Linked DNA regions of Macaca mulatta: region 1 is linked to region 2. The links are chromatin contacts, called in public Hi-C maps. All regions are on one chromosome and are shown on one strand. The core of a region is the stretch at or near the end of the contact, and the rest is flanking DNA. Distances in the headings are between cores, read along the strand shown.

Region 1 (6,222 bases), core at 609-3,108, 1.2 Mb after region 2:
CCTGAAATATTTCTGCCCCCAGCACTGTGCCCTTAAACCAAAGGAGAGGAATTCTGCGGGCAGCAGCAGCTGGTACAGAAGTTAAAAAAAAAAAGAGAAACCCCCTCTACTAACATCTATAACGACAGCACCGATGTAATTTGTTTTGAATGTTCATTTTTATTGGTGTTCCCTCTGCCAAAATGCGCTTGATTACAGAGGTTTGTCCTGTGATCATTGCACACTCCAGACAGGGGAAGGTGCAGCGATGAAGGTTCAGCTCAGGCCAGATCAAATCCCGAGCTGTTTAACGCTGAAAGGCTGCATGTTGCTATTAGTGTTAAATATATGGCTAATTATGCGTATGAAAATTAAACATCAGTGTTATGCTAATGGAGCGCCTTCAGCTGCGGATCTGAGCACTTGAGACTACCATTTAATCAAATGAATCAGTAACTAATACATCTGCACGTGTGAACTTTCACAAGATCATTTTCCCGTTCCCGTCACACCGCTAAATTATGAAAGAAATAATTATCAACACTTTCTAATTACCTAACAAAGTAATTTGGGATTCACCGTGGGACTGGCGGGTTGGGGAACCAACATCCACTTACAGCCAGGGTGGTGTGCGCCACACCGCGAGGGGGTGGCTGTATTGGTAGTAGTGGCGATGGGTTGGGGGCTTTTGTGCAGTTTTTCGTACCTAGCACCTCAGAAGACAGAGGGAGCAGCGGCAGCTCTTGCCTCCACTAGCCCTGCCCCCTAGGCCCGGTGGCGCGCGCTTTGGCCACTGGAGAAAGATACTGGGTGGCAACGCGAGAGGTATACACACAGATAGGGGAGCCTACTACAGGCTGGGTTTGCTGCGGGTTTCGGTGTCCCCCAGGGACTCCTAAACTCTGGAAGTCTCGCTAGACCTCAGGAGGCCGGAAAATGATCACCTGGCGTCCGCGGCTTCAGCAGATCTGAGCCCCTAGGCCCCCTGGGCTCCACGCTGAGCCGCGCTCTCGGGGCGAGTGAGCCCGGGGCTCTCCGCGCAAGGGAGTGGAGAAGGGAGGGGGAGGAGGAGGAAGGCTGGGAGGGAAAGAGGATGTGTGTGTTGGGGGAGGGGGCGGCGCAGTCGCCTTTCCTGGGAGGAGAAGCGCGGGTTCCTGGCTCTCCACGCGCACTGCTTTAATCAGACCGTGCAGCCTCGAGCTGGAGTGGCCAGCTGGGCCTGAAGCAATGCGAGCGGGCCCCAGGGAGCGACGGCGGCGGCGGCGCAGCGGCCGAGCGAGTGAGTTCGCAGGGAGGGCCCCTAAGCCCCGACTCCAGGGATGTGGCAGAGCGTACCCGGGCCGGGGAGGCGCGGCCGAATGGGCGCCGCGCTAGGCACAAGGCTCTTGGGAGGACCTCTGTCTGTTGGCCGCCTCGGGCGCCCCCCAGTGCGCGACTCCGCGCTGGAGAGGCAGAGGTCAGGCTCCTCCCCAGCAGCCCTAGCTCTGCGCCGGACTGAGTGGCAGCGACGAGAAGCGGTCCAGGGTGTCTGGCGTTAGGGACCGCTGAAGGGTGGGGACAGTGGCAGGGGGGCGGCGGCGCCGAGCCGCTGGTTGGTTCCTGGGGAGGAAGGCACGCGAGGGAGGCGGGAGGCCGATGAGCCGCGGGTCGCAGCGGTCCCGGCGCAGACGCCGGAGCCCATTGTGCTTCCTGCCCGGCGCGCTCTGTTGCAGAGCAGCCCCGGCCGGGAAGTGTGGATGCGACTCTCCCGAGGCCGGGCCGCCTCGCCCGCTCTAGTCCAGCGGAGCCCGAGCGCCTCGGACCAATCCCCAGTGATTATGCAAGACAGCGGACCAATCAGCTCCGCCAGCTCATGAATATTTATGACCTTGGCTGAGTCAAAGCTTTGAACCGAGTTTGGGGAGCTCAGCAGCATCATGCTTAGACTTTTCAAAGAGACAAACTCCATTTTCTTATGAATGGAAAGTGAAAACCCCTGTTCCGCTTAAATTGGGTTCCTTCCTGTCCTGAGAAACATAGAGACCCCCAAAAGGGAAGCAGAGGAGAGAAAGTCCCACACCCAGACCCCGCGAGAAGAGATGACCATGACCACCATGCCAGAAAGTCTCAACAGCCCCGTGTCGGGCAAGGCGGTGTTTATGGAGTTTGGGCCGCCCAACCAGCAAATGTCTCCTTCTCCCATGTCCCACGGGCACTACTCCATGCACTGTTTACACTCGGCGGGCCATTCGCAGCCCGACGGCGCCTACAGCTCAGCCTCGTCCTTCTCCCGACCGCTGGGCTACCCCTACGTCAACTCGGTCAGCAGCCACGCTTCCAGCCCCTACATCAGTTCGGTGCAGTCCTACCCGGGCAGCGCCAGCCTCGCCCAGAGCCGCCTGGAGGACCCAGGTACGTGCGCTTGCCAGGGAGAGGGAGAGGAGGAGGTACAAGGGAGAGAGGGAAAGAAGGAGCGGGGGAGAAGAGGAGAGGGAGAGAGAAAGAGAAGAGAGGAGAGCGAGGTGGGGTGGGGGTGGGGAGGGCACGGGAGCAGTGGAGGTTTCGAATATCAATCTATAGATCCTTGTCACAGCAAATAAATTTTTTTTAAAATTCACTCAATTTGCAACTATCCAGCAAAGGATAAATCCCAGAGCGTCTCCTGGCACTGGCTGGGCCTCTGGGCGGCTCGGTGTGCAGAGCACACAATGCCCCGCTGGAAAACAGAAACCCACATGTGCACGTATTAGTCTCGGTAATTATTTATTGCGTAGTGCTATAAACAATGTATGCAATTAAGGGTAATTAAACCTCAACTACCGCCTGCAAAAATAGCAAACTTTCCCTGCAAAGGCAGGGGCTGCGCTTCTGGGAACGGCTCTATCCCGCCTGCAGTGGCCCGGGACAGGCCCTCGGATTTTGGGGGACCCTTCCCTGGCTTTCAGAGTTTCTTGAACGTTCTCTCCCTGGTCCTGCCTCCGCCACCCTTCGGTAGCCACTCGCTCTCGGCTGTTCGCACTAAAGGCGGCCCCTCGTATTAACAACGGGCCCTGCTTCTGCTGTCCCTCCAGGGGCGGACTCGGAGAAGAGCACGGTGGTGGAAGGCGGTGAAGTGCGCTTCAATGGCAAGGGAAAAAAGATCCGTAAACCCAGGACGATTTATTCCAGCTTGCAGTTGCAGGCTTTGAACCGGAGGTTCCAGCAAACTCAGTACCTAGCTCTGCCGGAGAGGGCGGAGCTCGCGGCCTCTTTGGGACTCACACAGACTCAGGTACCTCGCCGCTGCCGCTCCGTTCCGCCACGCAGGCTTTCCGCGGCCTGCCTGCGCCCGGGTCTTCATTTCTTGCTCGCTGTGCCTCACGGTCGGGGTGTCACTGTGTGTGTGTGTTTGTGTTCACCCCTGGCTCTCAGCGTGTCTCCTTCCTCCCTCATCCTCCGCCCTAGCTCTGTCGCTGCTCTCGGTATCCCGAGCTGCCCGCAGCCCGGCCCTCTGTCCCCGGACAATCTGATTAGGGCGCAGGAAGGAATTCCCTAGACGTTTTGTTTGGGAACTCTGAGGTCACACGTGCCTAAACAACTGGAACAATAGACTCGGGGCTTAATCCCTCCCTTGCCTTTAAATTGTGTGACTAATCACTCGGGGCCTGGGTCTGCGCCTCGGCCTCCCTCCTCCTCCTCCTTCTCACAGGTTGGGGGTGGGGGGAGAACCTTTCCTCCGCCCTCTCACCTCTCAAGTCCCAGATCTTAGAGGAGAAACGGGACCGACCTTCCCGGCTTTCTCTAAGACTCCGGGGAGCCCGTGAGCGTTCTGACGGCGGCGGGCGCGGGCTTCCAACGTCCGGTCCGGGATTTGGAGCAGAGCTGGAGAAAGCAAACAGACCGTAGGGCAAGGAAGGTTTTGAATCCAAAGAAAAGTTCCCCAAAACCTTGAGGCCTCCTTAGTCCGTCCCAACTCAAGGGCAGAAAGGATGTCGCATAGAAAAGTTGGGTCGCATTGCAAATAAATTTCCTCCACTCCTTCCTAGGTTTTCGATTCTTTTATTGATGTTGATATTGGAATTGCGGGCTCGGTGTTGTGCAGGCGCTGTATCTTCCGCAGGCGGTAGCCACGGTCGGACTGAGCCCCTGGCAGGCTAAGGCCTGGATCCCAGTTCGCCCCTCACCACGACTCCTCCCTGGCTCTCTGAGAGCTGCCCCCATGGGCTGACGGCGGAGGGCGGTTAGGCCTTCGAGGCTTTGGCTCTTATGGGGGAAGGGAGAAAGGAGGGATGTCTCTGCTTCTCTGGCAGAGGGCTGCCAGCTGGCGCAGGGTTGGGAGGTCCTATCTCTGCTGTTCTGCGGTCCCTTTTTTCCTCCCTGTGACCTAGGTAGGCTCAGTGGTCCCAGCCTGAGTCACGTTGTTGTCCGCTCTTGCAGGTCAAGATCTGGTTCCAAAACAAGCGATCCAAGTTCAAGAAGCTGATGAAGCAGGGTGGGGCGGCTCTAGAGGGTAGCGCGTTGGCCAACGGCCGGGCCCTGTCTGCTGGCTCCCCACCAGTGCCGCCCGGCTGGAACCCTAACTCTTCATCCGGGAAGGGCTCAGGCGGAAACGCGGGCTCCTATATCCCCAGCTACACATCGTGGTACCCTTCAGCGCACCAAGAAGCTATGCAGCAACCCCAACTTATGTGAGGTTGCCCGCCCGCCTCCTCCTTGTCTCCCCGGCCCAGGTCCCTCCCGCCTCCAGGTCCATCCACCCCGTCAGGAAAAGAAGGACCCAGAGGGAAGAAGAAGGAACAGTGGAAGCAGGACGAGCTCCATCTCCTCAGAGCCCCGCGAGGTCCGGCCCAGCAACTTCCCGGCGCCCGCGCTCTGGCCTGAACCCTGGCCTGGGCCGAGCAGTAGCAGCAGAGAGTGGCCTCGGAGGGAAGGCACTGCCACCTGAGACAGGCCAAGCAACAAGATAAACCCGGCTCCACCCGACCCACCGACCTTCAGCTTTGTGGGACTATCAGGAAAAAAAAAAACAAAACAAAAACAAAATGTAGAAAAAGCAAAAGCTCTTTTCTGTCCTGTCAGTCTCCTGTCTCCTTTTGCTCTGTGCGCTGATAAAGTCAAGGTCCTCATCCGTCCGCTGTCCTCATTCTGCGGCCTCTGCAAAAAGCCACCAGGTCTGAGAGGCCCGGGTCCTGCCCGGCTGACCATCTCCGGATCCTGGGACACTGCCTGATCATCTGTGTAGCTGGTGTGGGAATCTGGGGGCATTGAAGGGAGGGGGTTTTATTTATTGAGAAATGGACTTCGCCTGAGGCTGTTTGCCAATTCGAGGTTCTGCTGGTCGCAAGAAACTCACTGTTCAAACGCACTGTTTACTTTAAACGCACGGGGAGAAACGAATAAGGAGGACGTGGTGATTTTTAATTTATACAGTAACTTTTGTACTTCTCTGGCGTGGAGAGTTTGGAGCCGAACGATTTGCATTTTTTACATGTCCGACATTATTTAATAAATACTTTTTAAAAGAAAAGAAAGATAAATGAAGTCAACACGATTTTCTCATCTGGGAAGAACTCTTGGTTGCTTCGCCTGGACAAGATGGAAAACACTGGTTTCCTCCTTGGGTAGAAAGAGGGAGCGAGGACAAATGGGGAGTAGAGAGAAAACAGGCGAGAACAAGCACCCTAATTCCAGTGGGCTTTACAATAAGACAAAATCAGCTTTACAACAATCCCTAGAGGCTCAACCACAGAATAATGCCAGTCACCACCCTGAACGCACAATCTTCAGTGCAGGCTCTAATTACTGTACATATTATTGTTAATTATTATTATTATTGTTCTGTAAACATGTTGCACAAGCTTAGCCTTTTTGCGTTCTGTTGTGTGTGGCTGTAAAACCCCATGCTTTGTGAAATGAGAATCTTGACATTTTACTTGTGAAATTTGGAAAATGTGATCAATTAAAATCAACTGTGTTTTGTGTTCTCTATGTCAAAGTTTAGTTTTATATTGAGAATGTTAACTTATTGCTTTGTATCTTGGGAAAAAAACCTTTGTAAATAAGTTATAAAGTTTCTTTGAGACAGTAAAATTATGATTTCTTGAAAGAACTGCTCTCTCTTGTGCTGTGTGAGGGTGTGCCAGGGGGCCAGGCCAGGTTCCCACCTCTGGAGATAGTTCATACAGGGTCAGCGACTTATCAACTTATCGGTGATAGAATGGGGACCCTGTACTCCAGAAACACCAGGATATCGTCAGAGGCCTGTGGGGTGCCCCATTGGACCTT
Region 2 (7,010 bases), core at 869-3,368:
AGCCTTGCAGGAGATTTCTTCTCCAACGAGATTATTTTATTGGCTAAAACGTTAGGGGTGTTTTGAACTCTGGGGTCAAAGGAGGAAATGGTTGTAAATGTCTCAATCTCGTGCCACAGGTGAAATAAACGAATCTTCCTTTCCAAGGAATCACGGGTTTTGGGAAAAGGTTGAGGAGACAGGGCGAGCGGGCGTCTCTGCTGGACAATGAAGACCGAGGGGCGCCGGGGATGTGTTGCCTCCTCCCTCCTGTCTCCTGCCCCGTGGCTCTTGAATGATTTAGCACTGGCACCTGGCTCCCTGATTGGTGCGACCGTCTCGTTTAGGGAAGGCTCTAGGAGGGCCGGTGGATGGAATTCCGAGCTTCACCTGGTTGCGCCGGTTGAGTGGTTTCCGGGGGACGTTTCCTACGTGGAGCAGGCACTCCCAGCCTGACCAGGCCCAAGCCTCAGTACCCAGTGCTGCAGTCACCGCGCGCCCCGCCGTTTAGGATGTTTTTGTGTCCTTAAAAAGTGCCCAGGATTTTATTGTCAGGAGAGGACAAGGCGACAAAACAGTAGTTTCTTTAGTACCAAAGGCAACGCGATTATTTCAAACCCAACAGCGAGATCCCTCTTGCTGATCAGACCGTAACTGCCCAGGGCGGACCTTCGAGATCCCTCTTGCTTATCAGGCCATATCTGCCCAGGGCGGACCCTTCGATCTCCCTCATGGAACTCTCTGTGATTTATAACATTTTTTTGTGTTTCCATTGTGTTGTAGTGAAAGGTGATAAGGCATTCAAAGAAAACGGACGGGCCTCGGCTGAACCAGTGAGGCCCCAGACGTGCGCATAAATAACCCCTGCGTGCTGCACCACCGGGGGAGAGGGGGAGGACCACGGTAAATACCTGTAGAGGAATCACTGCCTACACAGTGTTACCCAGACACGCACAGACATCAACTTTTTTGCCCTAAAGAAAAAGAAACGGGAGGAGAAGAAAGGGGAGAATTTAAACTAGTGACAGGGCGGTGAGGCAAGGCATGAAGAGGCAGGCCGGCGCGTAACCGCCTGGCCAGCAGCTCCAGGTGTGGGCTCCTCTCCGGCGCTGGAGGAGAGACCCGGGAGCGCAGGGCCGGTCGGTCTCTGGGCTCTTGGCGCCCTCTGGTGGGAATTTCTCCATCAACGCATTTTTAAGGCGAGGGGCTTTTCCCAACGCAGCGGTTCTTTTAACCGTGCCTAAATATTGCAGTGGGAGAATCCTTAAAGCGCGTGAAATCGAAGGGGAAGTGGGCCAGGGCAAGGGGCATTGGTCCGCCCCTCCCGGGGCACCTCTGTGCACGGGTTCCCCATGCGCGTGCAGCGGCGCTCGTGCGTGTCATCAACCTTCAGACGTGATTAATCAGGAGGCCTTCTTTTCCCATCACCAAGGGGGCCAAAACGAGGAGCGAGCGCATAGCTAAAGGGACGTGGGGTCATTTTCTCTGCCGGTGGCACTGGGTAGCTGTGGCCAGGTGTGGTACTTTGATGAGGCCCAGGGCTGGATGAGGAAACTAATTCCTCGGTGGTCTGAGAGATCTCCCCTCATTTCTGCCTCCTTTGCCGTTACAACAATCCCGGCTCCGTAGAGAGCCAACGAGGACACGATCCAGAGCGCGCTTTCGCTCAAGGAAGCGTCGCAGGGTCACAGATTTGGGGGAACCCCGGGGAAAAGGACTGAGGCAAAGCCGCTGCTGGTCTCCGACAAGATATGGGAGGGGGAGGGGAAATGGGAGAGGGGAAAGGAGGGGAGGGAAGAAGAAACGCTCAGAAAGGCAGAATTCTTCGTAGGAATTATCTTTTCCCTCCTCTCACCCGACAGCCTGACTATTTCCAAAGGAAAAAAAAAAAGCGTGTTGAGTACGTTCTGGATTACTCATAAGACCTTTTTTTTCCTTCCGGGCGCAAAACCGTGAGCTGGATTTATAATCGCCCTATAAAGCTCCAGAGGCGGTCAGGCACCTGCAGAGGAGCCCCGCCGCTCCACCGACGAGCTGCCCCCGCGAGCAACGGCCTCGTGATTTCCCCGCCGATCCGGTCCCCGCCTCCCCACTCTGCCCCCGCCTACCCCGAAGCCGTGCAGCCGCCTCTTCGAATCTCTCTCTTCTCCTGGCGCTCGCGTGCGAGACGGAACTAGCGAGAACGAGGAAGCAGCTGGAGGTGACGCCGGGCAGATTACGCCTGTCAGTGCCGAGACGAGCCGAGCGGATCGCTGGGCGCTGTGCAGAGGAAAGGCGGGAGTGCCCAGCTCGCTGTGGCCGAGCCGAGGTGGGTAAGCGAGCGACCACCTGGACTTCCCAGCGCCCATCCGTGGCTGTTCAGCCAGGTCCTCTCCGCCCGCGGCTTCTCAACCAACCCCATCCCCGGCGCCGGCCACCCACCCTCCCGAAATGAGCGCTTCCTGCCCGCCCTAGTCCCTGCTCTCCATGGGTGCGCTGCGCAGGGACCCCCACCCTCCACCCCGCCCTCGTCACTCTTCTTATCTCTGCCCGCCGGATTCAAGCCCCGGGGACGCACAGAGGCTGAGGCTCTACTTGAAGTGGGGCAACAGCGATTTTCCCTTGAGCTTCCATGCTGCGAGCGCCTGTCCATCCAAAGGGCGCCTGACCAGCAGCAGCCAAAGGCGCTACTAGGAGCGGTAACCTGTTACTTTCCCAGCGGCCGTGGTCGACCCGCTGCCAGTGTTGCTGTGCGAGTGCTCGCGCGGGGCTAGGTGTGAGGTCGGAGGGAGGGTGTGGAGGCGATAGCCGATGGGTGCTTCTCTGCAGGGTCCTCGATCTACCCAGATTCTCCCGCACTCTCTGTCCCAGGGCCTTCGGGAGCCATCGCGCCAGCGCCGAGAGTCGAGCAGGGGCGCCGCGCAAGATCTTTGTCCCCCGCCTCCTGCGCGCTGCGCACAAGTTCGTTTCCCCGGTGACGATCCCCATTCTTACCTACCCCACCCTCTCTGGATCTGCACCGCGAGGTCTCTGGGGTCCTCAAGGGGCTAGGTAGAGGAGAAACGCTGAAACCGGACCGAAACCTCGCCCTAGGCTTAGCGATGGCTAAAAGCCGGTAGGGATAAGAGGGAGACAAGCAAGGTTCCGACTCGCTGTTTTCTGGCTGTCTGGAGTGCAAGGTGACTGTGGTTCTTCTCTGGCCGAGTCCGAGGGAGAACATAAAAATATGGGCCTTTTTCCCCCTCTCACCTTGTCTCACCAAAGTCCCTGGTCCCCGGAGCAGTTAGTGTCTTTCTTTCCAGGGAATTAGCCAGACACAACAACGGGAACCAGACACCGAACCAGACATGCCCGCCCCGTGCGCCCTCCCCCCGCTGGCCCGCACGCCGGTGCTGAGTGCCCAGTGGGGCTTGTAGCGGCTCGGCTGGAAAATCGCTCACTGAGCGCTCCCCTGTACTCCTAGCCCAGTCCCCCACACCCCCGCGTCTTGTACTGGCCTTGGACCCCCACCTCGACCCTGCCTCGTGTCGGCGCTTCACTCCAGGTCGCGCCAATGCACCGCCAGACTCGAGACCGACCCAGGGCTACGCTGCCCGCGCCCCAGTACCGGAGCTAACGTGCACGTCTCCTCCGCTGCCCCCACCCCCGTGCACCCCGACCAGGCAGGCTCGCTGCCCTCCCTTCTTCTTGTCTCTCCAGCGCCGGATCTTCAAGGGGAGTCGTCCGCGCCCCCGGCTGCTCAGTCCCTCCGGTGTGCAGGACCCCGGAAGTCCTCCCCGCACAGCTCTTGCTTCTCTTTGCAGCCTGTTTCTGCGCCGGACCAGTCGAGGACCCCGGACAGTAGAGGCCCCGGGACGACCGAGCTGATGGCGTCTTCGACCCCATCTTCGTCTGCAACCTCCTCGAACGCGGGAGCGGACCCCAATACCACTAACCTGCGCCCCACAAGTAGGTCCCGCCCCAATTTTCTGTTAAATGAACTGCGGGGAAGATGGGGGCGCTGGGACGTCGGGAGGCTGAGCTGGCGGAAAGGAAAGAGGGAGCGCGGAGATAATGGAGGCTGGGAAATAAATGGGGCTCTGACCGGGTCCCTGCCAGAGGTCATTTGGCTGTCAGGGACGCTAGGTGACTCCCAGGGCACCGGAGAGCGAGGACCACACAAGGTCCGAGTGGCGGCGATCGTTGAGGGCTTCGCGGCGGCGGAGGGGCGCGCAGCCAGTGTCGTTTTTATTCTGTTGTGTGTGGTTTCTTTGCTTCGTGGGACGACAGGGGTCAGGGCACGGGGCGGAATGAAGAGCTGGGAGCCCCAGCAGGAATAAGAGTTTTCAGTCCCCGGCTTTCGTTGAGCCAAGATCTAACCTCCTCCTTTCCCCCTGCGCTGTGCTCAAAGTCTGTAATCAGCGGAAATTTGGACGTTAATTGCAGCGTTTAGAAAACTCAGGGTCCCTAATTGCTCCAAATTTGCATCAAGCTATTGACGAGTTAGGGAGAAGCCAGGGGCGGGAAAGGTGCATAAAACTGAGACTGAGCCTTGACATTTCATACAATTAATTACATCTCAGAGACATAAATAAATAAATAAAGCGGGGAACGGGCAGCATTCTGAGTGGCAAGAGATGGGGAACTGGGAGGGGGCAAGAAGATTTATCATAGAGAGGAGAGAGCACCTCTCTCTCCTTACCCCAGGCAAGAGATCTGTCAGGAGGTGACACGTCCCGAAAAGAGAGAAAGAAAAGAGACGCCAGATAAAAGAGGGAGAAGGATTTATGCTTCCCTGTCTTAAGTACTACAGGCTCCTCAACCCGTTTCCAGAATCTATCTTTAATTTTATTTCCTACCTCTGTAAAGGCCTGAGATGAGAAAATTGTTTTTCTTTTTCCTTGTTGGAGTGAAGAAGTGTCTCCTGACCCTACCCCCCTAAAAAAAACTATCAGCTTCAGACTGTAAGGGTTCCCGCTCCCCTCTTTATTTATTTTGTTTCTGAGATGTAATTAATTATATGAATTTCCAGAATTTGTACACAGAAAGGGCTTAAGAAGGACAATGTGGTTACAGGGAGTGCTTATTGATGCGCTTTTATGGCACTTTATATTTGACAAAATAAGTATCCTCATCAACGAGGTGGGGATTATTACCGGAAAGCCCCTTTAGACGCTGGCATTTGTTCCCGGGCAGGAGGTCCTGTGTTAGTCCTCAGGTCTCATTCCAATTTCCTTTGCAGCTCCCTCTTCCCGCCACCCAGGAGGGATACAATTACCCACACAACAAAGAGGGGCTCGGGAGAGTCGCCAGCCCTGGTAGCATATGAACCAGGCAACGGCGTTGGAGCTGGTCAGGGCTGGGCGGGAGGAATGCGAGGCCTGCGCGCCTTTGTGTGTTGCTTTCGCCTTGATGGATTTCTTTTCTGACGCTTTCCACATTTCTTACCCCCTTTTGCCGCCTGGGGGTGGGAGTGGGGGGTTAGCAGGCAGTTGTGTTAATTTACCCTTCATTCCCGGCGCCCCTACTTCCCGGTGACCGCCAGTCGCCGGTGCAAACGCCCAGTCACAGGTAGAAGACCCAACAGAGGCCATGACCTGAATCCGCACGTGGCCTGGTTTGCCTCGAAGCTACAAAAGAGAGCCGGGGACCCTGCTGTGAAAGAGCAAGCAGCACGTGTCCCAGGCACACTGTTGCGGGCCCTTAGCCTAGCTACGGCATCCGCACCCCAGGCTTCACAGGAGCGCTGGGCGCTCTATCCACTCTCACCCTCCCTTGCAGATAATACCCTTGCCCACCCAGCTAGCTCCACTTCTCTGCCCCTTTAGAGTATCCTGGGAGGTGGCCTTAGTGCAGGCAACCTTAGGCACTCTCTTGTTCCAGCAACCCTTGGGTGGGACTTGGAGCCCTCCTTGTCCTCAACCGCTAGGTCTTCCCGACCCTTGCTACATCAAAGGGGCTCTCTCGCTTGCTCTCCCCGTCTCCCCTTCCCTTTCATTGCAGACCCCAATTTTGAAAGGCAGTGCAATGTATCTGACCTACAACTTCCCTGCTGAGTGACCTTGGAAAACTCATGTAACCTCTCTGAGCCTCGATGTTTTTTCTTTGTCAAATGACTCTTAGATCAACACTCCTGCCAGTTTCATAGGACTGTTACAAGAATTAGATGAGATGATGTTTAAAGTGAAAGTACTTTATCAGGTCCAAATAGCTCTTTATCCGCCAGGTATTATTAGGGTTTCGCTTTTGCACTGATTTCCTGTCTGTCACTGGAACTCCATCTGTGAGATGTCTCACCGATGTCAGGCTGTTTCTTCTCCCTGCTGGGGCTATGTTGTGCTTCGCGTTTAATTGATGTCACTCTCCTTATCGCCTGCAACACTTGTGTGAAGCTGGAGGCACCAGGAAGGGTAGGGTAAGGGATGGGAGTGCTTGGAGAGCTTTGCTTTGAGAGATTGGAAGGGGATTTCGTGCTGGGCTCACCACACCAGCCCGCCTGGGGGCTTAGCGGGGATGGGGCTGCTTTCCACGCTTCTTGCTGGAAGTTGAGCCCCGAAGGCAGCAGGTAGACCTTGAGGGGTTTGAGAACAGCCTGGAAAAGAAGGAAAATCCAGCAGCACCCCCACCCTCAGTTGTGACTCAGAGGAAGGGTGCTTGATTCCATTTACCTGTGCCTGCTCCAGACCCAAGATGTCAGAGGGAAGGGTTAATGAGGGGCAGGTTGGGAAGAGGGGCCAGGGATGAGGAGCCGAGGCGCACTATTGTCTTCCCCACTCCCCGATCTGACTGAAGAGCAGCCATGCGAGCCCGATCATCTAGTCAAATACTATTTTTCACCCAATTAATTCTTGAACTCTTCCGCGACCCCATTTCATGCCAGTTTATTTTAAGCTGCCACTAGGCTGGAGACCCGCCAAGAAATTATGAGACGTTTCGGTCCCAGATGCCTGTGTTCCCTTTCTGGGCTGCTGTGGTCGCCCTTTGAGTCTGCGGGGCCTGGCCAGTGGGTGTTGGGTAGTTTGAGTCTGCGGGGCCTGGCCCTTTCCGTGTGGGTCAGCCTTCACCCAACTCTG

Evidence for each region. Hi-C and Micro-C count contacts between places; a contact is called where the count stands out from the background.
Region 1: a Hi-C map of fetal cortex germinal zone shows a contact between it and region 2, with 7 times the contacts expected there. The contact joins the promoter of DLX1 here to the promoter of GAD1 in region 2. A contact is called at or near these places in 2 of 14 Hi-C or Micro-C datasets (fetal cortex germinal zone and fetal cortical plate).

Annotation. Positions count from the first base shown.
Region 1 is chr12:77,017,898-77,024,119 of T2T-MMU8v2.0, forward strand. DLX1 (distal-less homeobox 1) reads left to right here and starts at 1,859. Exons shown (of 3, transcript NM_001260619.1): 1 at 1,859-2,370; 2 at 3,030-3,229; 3 at 4,375-6,028. The coding sequence starts at 2,058. The coding sequence ends at 4,629.
Region 2 is chr12:75,773,689-75,780,698 of T2T-MMU8v2.0, forward strand. GAD1 (glutamate decarboxylase 1) reads left to right here and starts at 2,119. Exons shown (of 16, transcript XM_077957184.1): 1 at 2,119-2,287; 2 at 3,762-3,906. The coding sequence starts at 3,825.